4 separate regions of the Sus scrofa genome follow, and all the other regions are linked to region 1. The links are chromatin contacts, called in public Hi-C maps. All regions are on one chromosome and are shown on one strand. The core of a region is the stretch at or near the end of the contact, and the rest is flanking DNA. Distances in the headings are between cores, read along the strand shown.

Region 1 (2,685 bases), core at 83-2,582:
AGGAAAAAAAGAGAAAAGGAAGAGGAGGAGGGACTGAACTTTTCAAAAAAAAACCTACAAGTACTTGTTACCCAGTGGGCCGGTTCTCCACCTACAGGTTGGGTAAGATCTCCTCCCCACCCCCACCCCCACGCCCCACCCTCAACCCCAATTTCCCGTATTTGGGGGCAAATGAGACCCTCCGACAGGAGAATACTAGTTATACCTAGCCGCCCCCACCCCAAAACGGGGCTGACGGGTGTGAGCAGCTGCCTGGCTGGCAGGGAATGGATTCTCCTCTCTTCCCTTTCGCATCATGTGCTTTTCAGGCGCCATGTTGGGCTCCTAACAGGCGGCTGCTCCACTCGGGGCCAGTGCCCTATTCCCACCCGCCAACAGCTCGCTCCCAGGTCCCCCTTCACCTCCTTCCAACCCACAGACACAATTACCCAAAAGGGTACGGGGGCGGGGGGCACGGAGGAAGATCCACTCCCCACCTTCCCAGGGGGTTAGAAAGGTTTTAACACTTACTTTCCCACATCGCAAACTGCCTTTTAAGCCTCCCCCCTCCCCAAACGGCTCTACTTAAAGCGTGTGCCTCGGGACAGACGGTGCGGTGGCCTAAATAGGGAGCTGGTAAGCGGAAGTGGAACTCCACCCTTTATCCTCCCCACTCCCTCCCTTCAAGCGAGGCCCACGCTCGAAGCCTGGGCCAAAGACCGAACCTGAGTTGGGGGGGGGGGTTGGAGAGGAGGAACACTGTCCCCCTTTGGACGGAAGCGAGACCTGGGATGAGGCTGACACTAAAATCAGGGAGTATTAGAAGAATAGGAGGCTGCGGGGTGTATAAAAACCTTGGCGGTTTGGGCCTCGATGAGAGAGACGATCTCCTTGGCGAAGGGCAGGTTCTCCTCGGCTAGAATGGTCAGCATATTGATGTGCGGTTTGCTATTGAAGGTCAGGTCTTCGAGTGATGACTGATAATCCCGACAGGCGTCCTCCCGGGCCCCCGCAGTACCGGCCTCGGCCGGCGTCTGCTCTGACATTGCGCCGCGGCCCCCCTCCGAGGCCCGCCGCAGCTGAAGCTGAAGCCGCTCTCGATACCCCGCCTCCCTTCCGACTCCTCTTCCTCTCCCCTGGTCTCTCGCGGCTCCGGCTTCACCACATGCTGACCGCGGAGGGGGGTTGGGGGACGACACAGGGGGAACCTCGGGTATGAAACGCCGCCGTCTCACGGGTGGTCTCCGTCCACTTCCAGCCGCCACAGACGCTTCTTTCTCCACAGACACAAAATGGCGGCGGCAGTGGCGGCTCCAGCTCCGAAAATGTCTGTGTTCCCAACCGCTGCGTCGTGCGAAATGAGCTAGGGGAGGGGAAATGTGCGGTAAAAGGGCGGGGCCGTTGATAAAGCCGGGCGTGATTGGCTAGTCCTGAAACGTCACAAGCCCCGCCCACAGCCCTTCCGCTGAACGTTCTGGCACCGCCTTCTTGTCGGGATCCTACCCGGACTTTCGCAACACTTACGGCTTAGAGGTGGGGTGGAAAAGACTGCCCCTCTCATTGGCGGATTCATAAGGGACTGTTCGGTCATTTGTTACCATAACAACCCACTCAGGGAGGCCAATAGTCCTGAGGGAGGCTGTTCCCGAGGCAAAACCCAACCAGTTTAACAAGAAAGCTCAGCGGCTCCACTTCGACCCTCCCTCTGCAACGTCCTAGCAGCTGAGCTGCTCCGTCAATCATCCTCCCTTCCGCCTGCCGGGCGGCCCCTGAGCGGGGTGGGGGTTGAGCGAGGAGGAGGCTTTTGGCCGGCCCCGCCCCCCCTCTTCGACTCAGGTGCTCCCGAGAGCCTGGGCGGGTCCTGCTGCCGCGGCCCACATACCCGGCCTGGGATTGAGACCTGGAGGGAGGCGCCGGTTTCAACCGGAACCTTGAGAAGGACCACTAGAGTCAGCTTTAATACACTGCTTGCCACTTCCACAAACAAAAACACCTCCGCCAGCTTTCTAGAGTTGAACCCCTAGGAAAATGCCTTTATTTAGAAGGGGTGCGTGTGTGTGTGTGTGTGTGTGTGTGTGTGTAAGGCTTTTCCATAAGGGTTTTCAGGAAATCTTTGGGAAGCCCACTCAGCTCTAGGAAAGGTTGCTCACAACAGCCACACCCACCCCGGAGCGTGATAACTCTTCTCTCTCGATCTTCTGCACCTCGAAACACCCTTAGAATATGCAATTTGGGTCAAATAGGAAGAATTACGTATTTTACTTGTAGGGATCTTTTCCAAGGTTTCTAAAATCCCTTTTTGGAGCTTGGAAATGATGCTCTCAAAACACAAAGCTTTCAAATAGTTCTGCCTTGAAGCTGCAACATAAAACATTAAACTAAAAAGGTATTTTTCTCATTGAGATAGTAAACTAAATTTAGGCTAAAAAAATTAGATATTAATTACGTAAAATGTGCTTCATTGTCCTTCTTAGGCTACTAGGCTCAGTAGAGATACTTTTTTGTTCCTCAGAAGAAATCGCTCTTAGGAAATAAATGAAGTAATTCCTTTATTTTCCCATAAAAAGTAACATTTTCACTTATTTTTGTTTTGTTTCTGGGTTTTTAGGAGCTTTATTGAAAGTAATTGAGATACGATAAACTGCACATATTTAAAGTGTACAAGATTTTGTTCACATTTATTTTTCATTTATTCTTAATGTGATA
Region 2 (2,685 bases), core at 105-2,604, 56 kb after region 1:
CAGAGCAAGAAAGGTTACTATTTTCTCTATCCCTCCCACCCAACACAAAAATAAATGCCTCTTGGATGTATGTTAAGTGAAAGAAAGTCAAATTAATTAATTTTGTTTAAGCCCTGTGATTCTAACACTTTTCTCTAAATAATAATGACTAATATTTCAGGGTATTTGCTACATCTTAGGTACTATGGTATATGCTTTATACTCATTTAATCTTCACAAGCAATTATATAAAGCAGGTACTACCTTAATCCCACATGAGAATACTCAGGCCTTATCTACAGTTGAGTGGTGGAACCAAGATTGGAATCCAGGTCCATCTACTATAGGGCCCATGTTTTTAACTGCTTATTGTCTTTTTTTGGGGTGGGGGCACACCTGTGGTACATGGAGGTTCTCAGGCTAAGGGTCAAATTGGTGCTGTAGCCACCGGCCCACGCCACAGCCACAGCCACATGGGATCCGAGCTGAGTCTGCAACATACACCACAGACCACCACAACACCAGATCCTCAACCCACTTAGAGAGGCTATGGATTGAACCCGAGTCCTTATGGATGCTAGTTAAGATTCGTTTCCACTGAGCCACGATGGGAATTCCTTAATTGCTTATTTACTGCAGAATACTTAAGATTTAATACCAATTTTCAGCCATGCTCAGGCCTGGCCCTGTGGTTTTTACTGCCAAACCCAGAACAAGCTATAATATATCTGGATTTAGAGAAATCACTGTCTAGGCCTTCTGCAAACACTTCTTGGAGATTATCCTGTTCCTTCTCCCACAAGGCTGTGCCTTCTGAAAAACAATGTCCACAGCAGTGCCAGGAATCAGATCCTTTGAAGTACACCGCCCATGAAATCAACCTGCCTGGGCTTTGGCCAATCCCCCAGCTCTGAGTCAGCTGACGGGCAAAAGGGCCTGTGGCTCAGATGTAATCACTTCCTGGACAGAGTCAACCGCGCCACCTCCTTCAATCTTTTTATCCTTCCAACCTGATATCACAAGAAACTTGTGGGGAAAGGCACCACTTCTTTCAGAAATTGCATAGCAACACCCCCTAGTATCCCTCCTTACTGACTCCCCACCATTCCCGCCATGGACGGCTACACTTACTTCATAAGTGACAATAGTATTAGTGGCAATTAATGCTGGAAGCTTTGGTAGTGGATTAGAATGAAATACTGATTTTGGGGTCAAATCGGCCAAGGTTCAAAGTCTCAGCTTTGCAATGTTGCTGGGCAAATTGCCTAACCTCTTTAAATTTCAGTTTTCTCATTGATAAATAAGTGAGACAATATTAGCAACAGTTTATGGAGTTGTTATAAAGATTGAGAAACACACAGATGGGATGAATGTAATGCTCTTGGAACAGTGCCTTTGCTTAAGGCAAGCACTCAAATATTACCTCTAACTGTAGCCTAGGGTGAGTGAACAGTGGAAACTCAATTACTCTTCATCTAGAAAGTTCCTGGGTTAGTTAAAAAGTCCTTGGCAGATAGTAAGTGCTCAAAACATTGATCCATTTGATCAAGAAACTCCCTCTCTGTTTTAGTTTAATAGTACTAGCAAACAACTTGAGTTTCTTCCATCACAGGCCTGGGTTAGTTGCAGTCTTGCTATCATGAAAAAGGGAACAATACTATTGGGAGATTAGGTAAGCATCCAAATATTTTCTCTGGTTACAGTTTACTGGGCCCTGAAGAATTTTATATAAAGGTAATGGCTAGATGTGTTTAGAAACTTTATTGTTTACAAGGCATTTAACCAATTTGACCCTTAGAACTTTATGGGGTAGTTACAATTCCATTTTGGATTTAGAATGTTTGTTTTACAAGTCATTCTCCTCAACTGTGAGACAAGGATAATTTTTTCATCACTTTTCTCTACCCAGATAGAACTTCAGATGAGCATACCAACCTAATTGTTTTAAGTGGGTTTCTGAATAGAGATGTTTAAAAAAAAAAATCATTCCATCCAGAAAGCAGAGATATGTTACTAACATAAAATAACCTTTGGGACAAACTTCAATTTCTTCATCTGTAAAATTATATAACCTCTAATTCAAACACCTTAAAAAGATGAAAAATATAATGCTGATCTTTTGGTTATAGCACAGCCTAAAAGCAAGCTGGATACAATTTCTGCTCATAGAAAGAAAACCGAACATGACTGCGATGAATAATCAAGAGGCATGGAGTAATTTTCTCAAATCTATAAAGGACTAATAAAGGATGGTAGCACTATACAGTACTATAAGCACAAGTTAATGGATTATGTGCCTAAGCTGCTTAGATATCCAGAGATGTTTCCAGGGCTGAGTTCTTACTCAAGCACATGAACAGACTGCAAAGGGGCTGAATATATTCCAAAAGTATGGGTTTTGCACAAATGCACTGTGGAGGTGATTAGCACAGGGAGAGGGACTTAGCTATTTCTTTCTGTGTGTAATGGGAGAGGTGACATCCTAGATGGGTCCATAGATTTTCTAAAATTCTTAAAGGGCCATGGGCCCAGAAAACCCCTTTCTAGGGCATGAATTAAATCCCTATTCATTCAGCAAACATCTGCCACTTACTGTGTACAGGAACTATGCTGTCTGTTCTCTCATACTGAAGAACATGTAAAACAAATATTCTGAATAATTGCAATGAGTTATGGCATGGGTTTTTCTCCTTTTTTTGTTATCAA
Region 3 (2,685 bases), core at 121-2,620, 34 kb after region 1:
CACAAGAGAATGCCTCATTTTTTTTTAAGCTCACATACTTTAAGCTTTTAATATTTTCCAGGTGATAAGCTAAACATTTAGCTTAAATATCATCTAAGATTCTGTTTCCTTGTCTGTAAGATAGAGGCGGTAGTGGTACCTGCCTTGTGAGGTTATATTAAGTGAGATGATGATGATAGTAGCTACAATTTGTTGAAAGTGAGCCCTAGACCAGGCACCATTGTAAGCAGAGTGATTATTTAATTCAATCCTTACAAAAATCATGAGGTGTATACTCTTATTAGCCATATCTCACAGATAAGCATATTGAGGATCAGACTGGTTAATTGCCCAAGCTGACAAGGAAAATAAGTGACTAATTCATTTTGCAACTATGAACAGTGTTTAAAACTAAAATTAACAATTCTCAGAGTTCTCTTGTTGCCCAGCAGGCTAAGGATCTGGCATTGTCACTGCAGTGGCTTGGGTTGCTACTGTGGCTCAGGTTTGATCCCTCGCCCAGGAACTTCCGCATGCCACAGATGTAGCCAAAAATCTTTTTTTTTTTTTTTCTCTGATCAACAGCATTAGCCAGATTTATTCTTGGAAGTTAAAGTGAATACATTTCCACTGCATGCTCCTTTTTTTCCTTAATTACTTTTCTCTAGTTAAAAATAGTCTTTGGTGGGAGTTCCCAGGTGGCTCAGCAGAAACAAATCTGACTAGCATCCATGAGGACGCAGGTTTGATCCCTGACTTTGCTCAATGGGCTAAGGATCCAGTATTGCTGTGAGCTATGGTGTAGTTTGCAGATGCTGCTCAGATCCCATGTTGCTATGGATGTGGTGCAAGCCAGCAGCTACAGCTCAGATTTGACCCCTAGCCTGGGAACCTCCATAAGCCGCTGGTACAGTCCTAAAAAGACAAAAAAAAAAAAAAAAAAAAGTCTTTGGTGACCCTTGGGAGTAAACTTGAAGGGGAAAAATAAGGGCGACATATAGCCTGAAATGAAAGTGAGAAGGGCAGAGAGTAGGGAGGAAATTAATATTTATCAAACTCCTCTATATGCCTGTCATCTTAAGTATGTTATTCAATTTATTTTACTCAACAAGACTTACGGAGCACCTACTGCATGCCTGGAAGTGTGTTGATGATGATCTATCAAATTGTTACCACAACATTGCAAAATGAGGACAAAGAACCTCAAAGAAGTTAGGTAATTTACCCAACCTCACATGACCAGTTGTTGACAGAACCTAGTTTCAAACTCTGGTCAGCCTGCTTTCAGACTGCTATTTTCATTACTTATCTGCTTTGCCCAGGTGATGCCAAGAAAAGAATTCTCTGAGATTCCAAGTTAACAAGCCTAAGTTTCAGTTGATAGGCCCAAACCACATCCTGTCCCCTCAACCCTTGTTTGAAACTGGTTGACTCATACCACCAGAGAAGCTGGGAAATTGAGACCAATAAAAGATTTCTCTAAGAAACCTTTTTTATAGATTCAGTAAACAAAGCATTGCTTGAAGCACTATTTTGGAAAATTTCTAGTAACTTTTAGTTTGGCTTTGAACAAATGCCTTTTAGGAGTTGCTGAATACTCTGGAAAGTCTAAATACCACAATTTTCCAAAGGCTGGAAGCATTGCAGTGAGCATAGTGTTTGCACATCTCAGAGGCAGGTAATAGGGCCAGAAATCCTCTGACATGGGGCAGATATCCTCCAGGCACAAATAGGCTTGAAGCCAGCAACTCATGCTCAGAGCAGTCCAAATGGAGCTTGAAACAAGAGGCATCCAGTGAAATGTTTCACACGATAATCCACAGGGTCACTCTCAAGCTTTATCTTCTCAGCTCTGTGGAGAGGCACATGTTTTTAGAACTTTTTATTTAAACTATTCTCTTATGCACTGGAAAACCAAACATCAAAGAAAACAGCTTGCAATGAATTCTGCGGCTACAGTGTTACCATTACAATCCTATTTCCCCCCTTTTTAAATTGCTTGGTATAATGAAGACAGAATTCAAAATAGTTGGGACTTCCCATCGTGGCGCAGTAGTTAACGAATCCGATTAGGAACCATGAGGTTGCGGGTTCGGTCCCTGGCCTTGCTCAGTGGGTTAACGATCCGGCGTTGCCGTCAGCTCTGGTGTAGGTTGCAGACGTGGCTCGGATCCTGCGTTGCTGTGACCCTGGCATAGACTGGTGGTTACAGCTCCAATTAGACCCCTAGCCTGGGAACCTCCCATGTGCCGCCGGAGCAGCCCCAAAAATGGCAAAAAGACAAAAAGAAAAAAAAAATAGTCTACCTTTTGGAAAAGATGGCAGGTTCTAGCATTTACATATCATAAATATCCAATTGCTAAAAAAAAAAAAATCATCTACCTGTTGATGTCAACACACTTTTACTGAGTAGTTACCACATACCAGCCATTGTGATAGGAGGTGATGATAAAGTGATAAATGGCTCTTGCTTTCAAGAAGCTTCCAGTCTAGAGGGAAAAGAGCACAAACATGCAGAGTCATACTCAGAATAAAATGGGGTATTTTTCTCAATTAAGGTATTTCCAAGGCAGGCTGCAGGGAGCTGGCACTAGGTAGGACCAGGCTCATATTCCTTCTGCTTCTTAATTACACAGGGACCATGGCCAGATAGTCTATCTCATCCATCATAAGTTTAGCCCTCTGTTAGAGATGAGCAATGCCATC
Region 4 (2,685 bases), core at 72-2,571, 36 kb before region 1:
AGGTAAGTCCAATATATAATATAATAATATCCACGGAGTCAAATGCTGCAGAGATGCCAGGAACTTAAAAGGGTCCATTAATTTTAACAAGAGTTGATGTCAGCTGGGAAAGAAGTCTCAAGAATGCGGGGCAGATGGAAAGTAAGGACAGCTGAAGTGAGTTAGAATGCGGGCCAGGTGAACAGCTTTAGGACACTAAAAATAGGTCAATTAGGGGTCATGAGGGGTGGCAGGTGAGAAAGGGAATGGCCAGAAGGAGCGAAGGCTCCCGTGGGGCTGAAGTGAGAAAAGGTGTGTGGCAGACAAGGACCAGCGAAGTTGTCTGACTCACATGGGGTCGCAGTTTCCGTGGAGGAGGTGGAGGGGCCTGAATCGGACACCCCAGGCATGGTGTGATCCCCTGGACTCCGGGGAGGAGTTGAGTCCAGGCCTCTACTGCTGCGGCGGTCTTCGCTTGCTGTGACCCACGAACCACTGCAGCAGCGGCTGTCTTCCTCTTCGTCTGTAGGCCCGGGGCCGCCGTCCTGCGTCGATCCCTCCCAGGTGCCCAGGCAGCGGGAACCTTCGTCTTCACTTTCTCTGTCCCAGAAGCGGCGGTGGTTGGCGTCTTCGCGGACGCTTAGCGCAGAGGATTCGCTGGCCACGTAGCCGCGGTCTTCACTTACCCCTTCCCAGGAACTGCTGAGGCTGCGACCGCCATCCACACTCCCGCCGTCCCAGGAGCCGCTGAGGCAATGGCTCCGGTCGTCACTGCCTCTCTCCCCGGAGTCGCTGGTTCGGGGGCCCCGGACCTCCCTGATCACCTCCCAAGTCCCACTGAGGCAGAGTTCGCGGTCTTCTCTGACGGTTCCCCCAGAGTCACTAGTGGGGTGGCTTCCGACTTCACTTAAACTCACGTCGCTGCTGCGGTCTCCCCTTACTCTCTCCCAAGAGTTGCTGGGACGGTGGCTACCACCTCTCCTGACTCTCTCCTGAGAGACACTGCGGCGGTGACCCAGGTCTTCACTGACTCTTCTCGAATCATTGCGGGAGAAGCCGACATCTTCACTTACTCTTCCCGTCGAGACCCTGCAGCGGTGGTCACTGTCTTCTCTACGACTAACCCTTTCCCTGGACTGGTCGCCGTGGTGGCCTTTTATCCTCCACACGCGATGGCTGGTGCGGCGGCCGCCGTCTTCGGCTGCTACTCCCCGCGACTCGCTGTGGCGGCGACCGCCGTCGGCGGGTACCCTCTTCTCCCAGTCGCTTTCCAGCGTCCCGACTCCAGCTACCCGGCTGGAGCTGTGTTGAAGCCGATGCCTTGGAAACGAATGAATTTCCGGCGTGCTGCGGTCATTTCCGGTTCCTCGTGGCCGTGCGTCACTTCCGGCCTCCCCGCTCTCTCGCGCTTTCTCCGCTTTAGCTCCCTCCCCTTTTTATTCCGGGGCTTCGCCTCTAGAGATGGTGGTGTGGATTCGTGTTTGGTGAAATTCCACTCAGTTTCACCCCCCTTCTGTCTAGACCCTATCTGTGTAATGGCCAGGCATCCGCTGGGCCCGCCATGGCTCGGCGACGCAGGTGGAGGCTTCAGGACTGCAGTCGGCGTAGGTGACCTGAGTGTGTGTGCCGCTGGCCGGGCGGGGCCTTTCGTCCTTCGCAAATCTAGTGCTGGTTGGAGCATTGGAGAAAATGTGTCTTTACCCTTTCATTTCATAAGTATGGAAAACAGCTCTAAAGGAGAAGTTAGCAGCTGCAGCGCTAACATTATTGGGTTTTACTACTGCCAGGCTCGTTGATAATCGCTTGGTACCAATTCTCACACTAATTTTGTAAGGTAGGTGTAATCTCCATTTTACAGGTGAGGAGATTCAAGGTATCAGTAATTATTGCTAAGGCTGAACAGCAGGTAAGTTGTAAAGCCAGTATAAAACACCGGTCATTGGTCGAAAGACCGCACCAGGTGTCGTGATTCCAAGGTTCCTTTCACTATAAAATGTTTACTTTCAGCAGTTTGGCCCAGATTGTTTTCTTCAACCCTGTTGCTTAAGGTATGTTCTTCCATTGATGTTTATAGCAAGTATATGGGTCAGGTTTTGCGCTAGCAATTGAAATTAGAGAAATTAGAATTCTCTGCCCTCCAAGAGCATCACCCACCTTGATTCTTCTCTCACCCTGTTTTTTCCCATCCTTACTGCCTTCCGACAAATTTTGTTTTGTGAACACATTTGGGAAATTCCCTTGACCCCTGCCTTTCCTTTCTTGAAGTACGGCAAATACCGTTCTTTAGCCTTTTATAACAATAGTTTCCATTTGTTGCGTTCCTGAGTCTGGCAAATGCTTTGTGTTTTCTTGTCTAATCTTTAACATAAACTACCTGGATAGTATTACTGTTCATTTCTACAGATAGATGCACCAAAGTTAATTGCCTGATCATACACAGCTACTAAGTAGTAAGTCCCTAAATTAGGTTTCCAACTAGACCTTTTGTGGGAGGGGCATACCAATGGCATGTGGAAGTTCCCCAGCCAGGGATCAAACCCACATCACAGTTGGGGCAACAGTAGATCCTTAACCGGCTGCACTACAAGGGAACTTCCCCATCCTAGTTCTTGGAGTTTTGTTGTACATACTCCTCCAAGTCTCTGAATTCCCACAGCCTTTGTTAGACCACTTACCACTTTGCATTGTAGTTACCTATTTAACAAG

Evidence for each region. Hi-C and Micro-C count contacts between places; a contact is called where the count stands out from the background.
Region 2: a contact with region 1 is called in a Hi-C map of liver, with 2.8 times the contacts expected there. The contact joins the enhancer-like site here to the promoter of PCF11 in region 1. A contact is called at or near these places in 10 of 47 Hi-C or Micro-C datasets (adipocytes, alveolar macrophages, blood and 4 more) and 2 of 2 datasets of contacts at active chromatin or transcription factors (alveolar macrophages and skeletal muscle).
Region 3: a contact with region 1 is called in a Hi-C map of liver, with 7 times the contacts expected there. The contact joins the enhancer-like site here to the promoter of PCF11 in region 1. A contact is called at or near these places in 1 of 5 promoter capture datasets (liver), 5 of 47 Hi-C or Micro-C datasets (adipocytes, fibroblasts and liver) and 1 of 2 datasets of contacts at active chromatin or transcription factors (alveolar macrophages).
Region 4: a contact with region 1 is called in a Hi-C map of fetal skeletal muscle, with 1.7 times the contacts expected there. The contact joins the promoter of ANKRD42 here to the promoter of PCF11 in region 1. A contact is called at or near these places in 13 of 47 Hi-C or Micro-C datasets (alveolar macrophages, blood, brain and 9 more) and 2 of 2 datasets of contacts at active chromatin or transcription factors (alveolar macrophages and skeletal muscle).

The regions. Positions count from the first base shown.
Region 1 is chr9:17,296,516-17,299,200 of Sscrofa11.1, reverse strand. It overlaps PCF11 (pre-mRNA cleavage complex 2 protein Pcf11), which reads right to left and starts at 1,332. Exons shown (of 16, transcript XM_021062577.1): 1 at 834-1,332. The coding sequence starts at 1,025.
Region 2 is chr9:17,240,165-17,242,849 of Sscrofa11.1, reverse strand. No RefSeq gene overlaps it. Among named protein-coding and RNA genes, the nearest start is that of RAB30, 19 kb to the right of the region's middle. Within about 2 kb of position 1,354, at least 13 of the 83 cell types and tissues checked have an H3K27ac peak or open chromatin away from gene starts, as enhancers often do. A contact at or near this core is called in fetal liver and liver, where this site is marked.
Region 3 is chr9:17,262,681-17,265,365 of Sscrofa11.1, reverse strand. No RefSeq gene overlaps it. Among named protein-coding and RNA genes, the nearest start is that of PCF11, 34 kb to the left of the region's middle. Within about 2 kb of position 1,370, at least 6 of the 83 cell types and tissues checked have an H3K27ac peak or open chromatin away from gene starts, as enhancers often do. A contact at or near this core is called in alveolar macrophages and liver, where this site is marked.
Region 4 is chr9:17,332,686-17,335,370 of Sscrofa11.1, reverse strand. It overlaps ANKRD42 (ankyrin repeat domain-containing protein 42), which reads right to left and starts at 1,321. Exons shown (of 12, transcript XM_021062582.1): 1 at 332-1,321. The coding sequence starts at 389.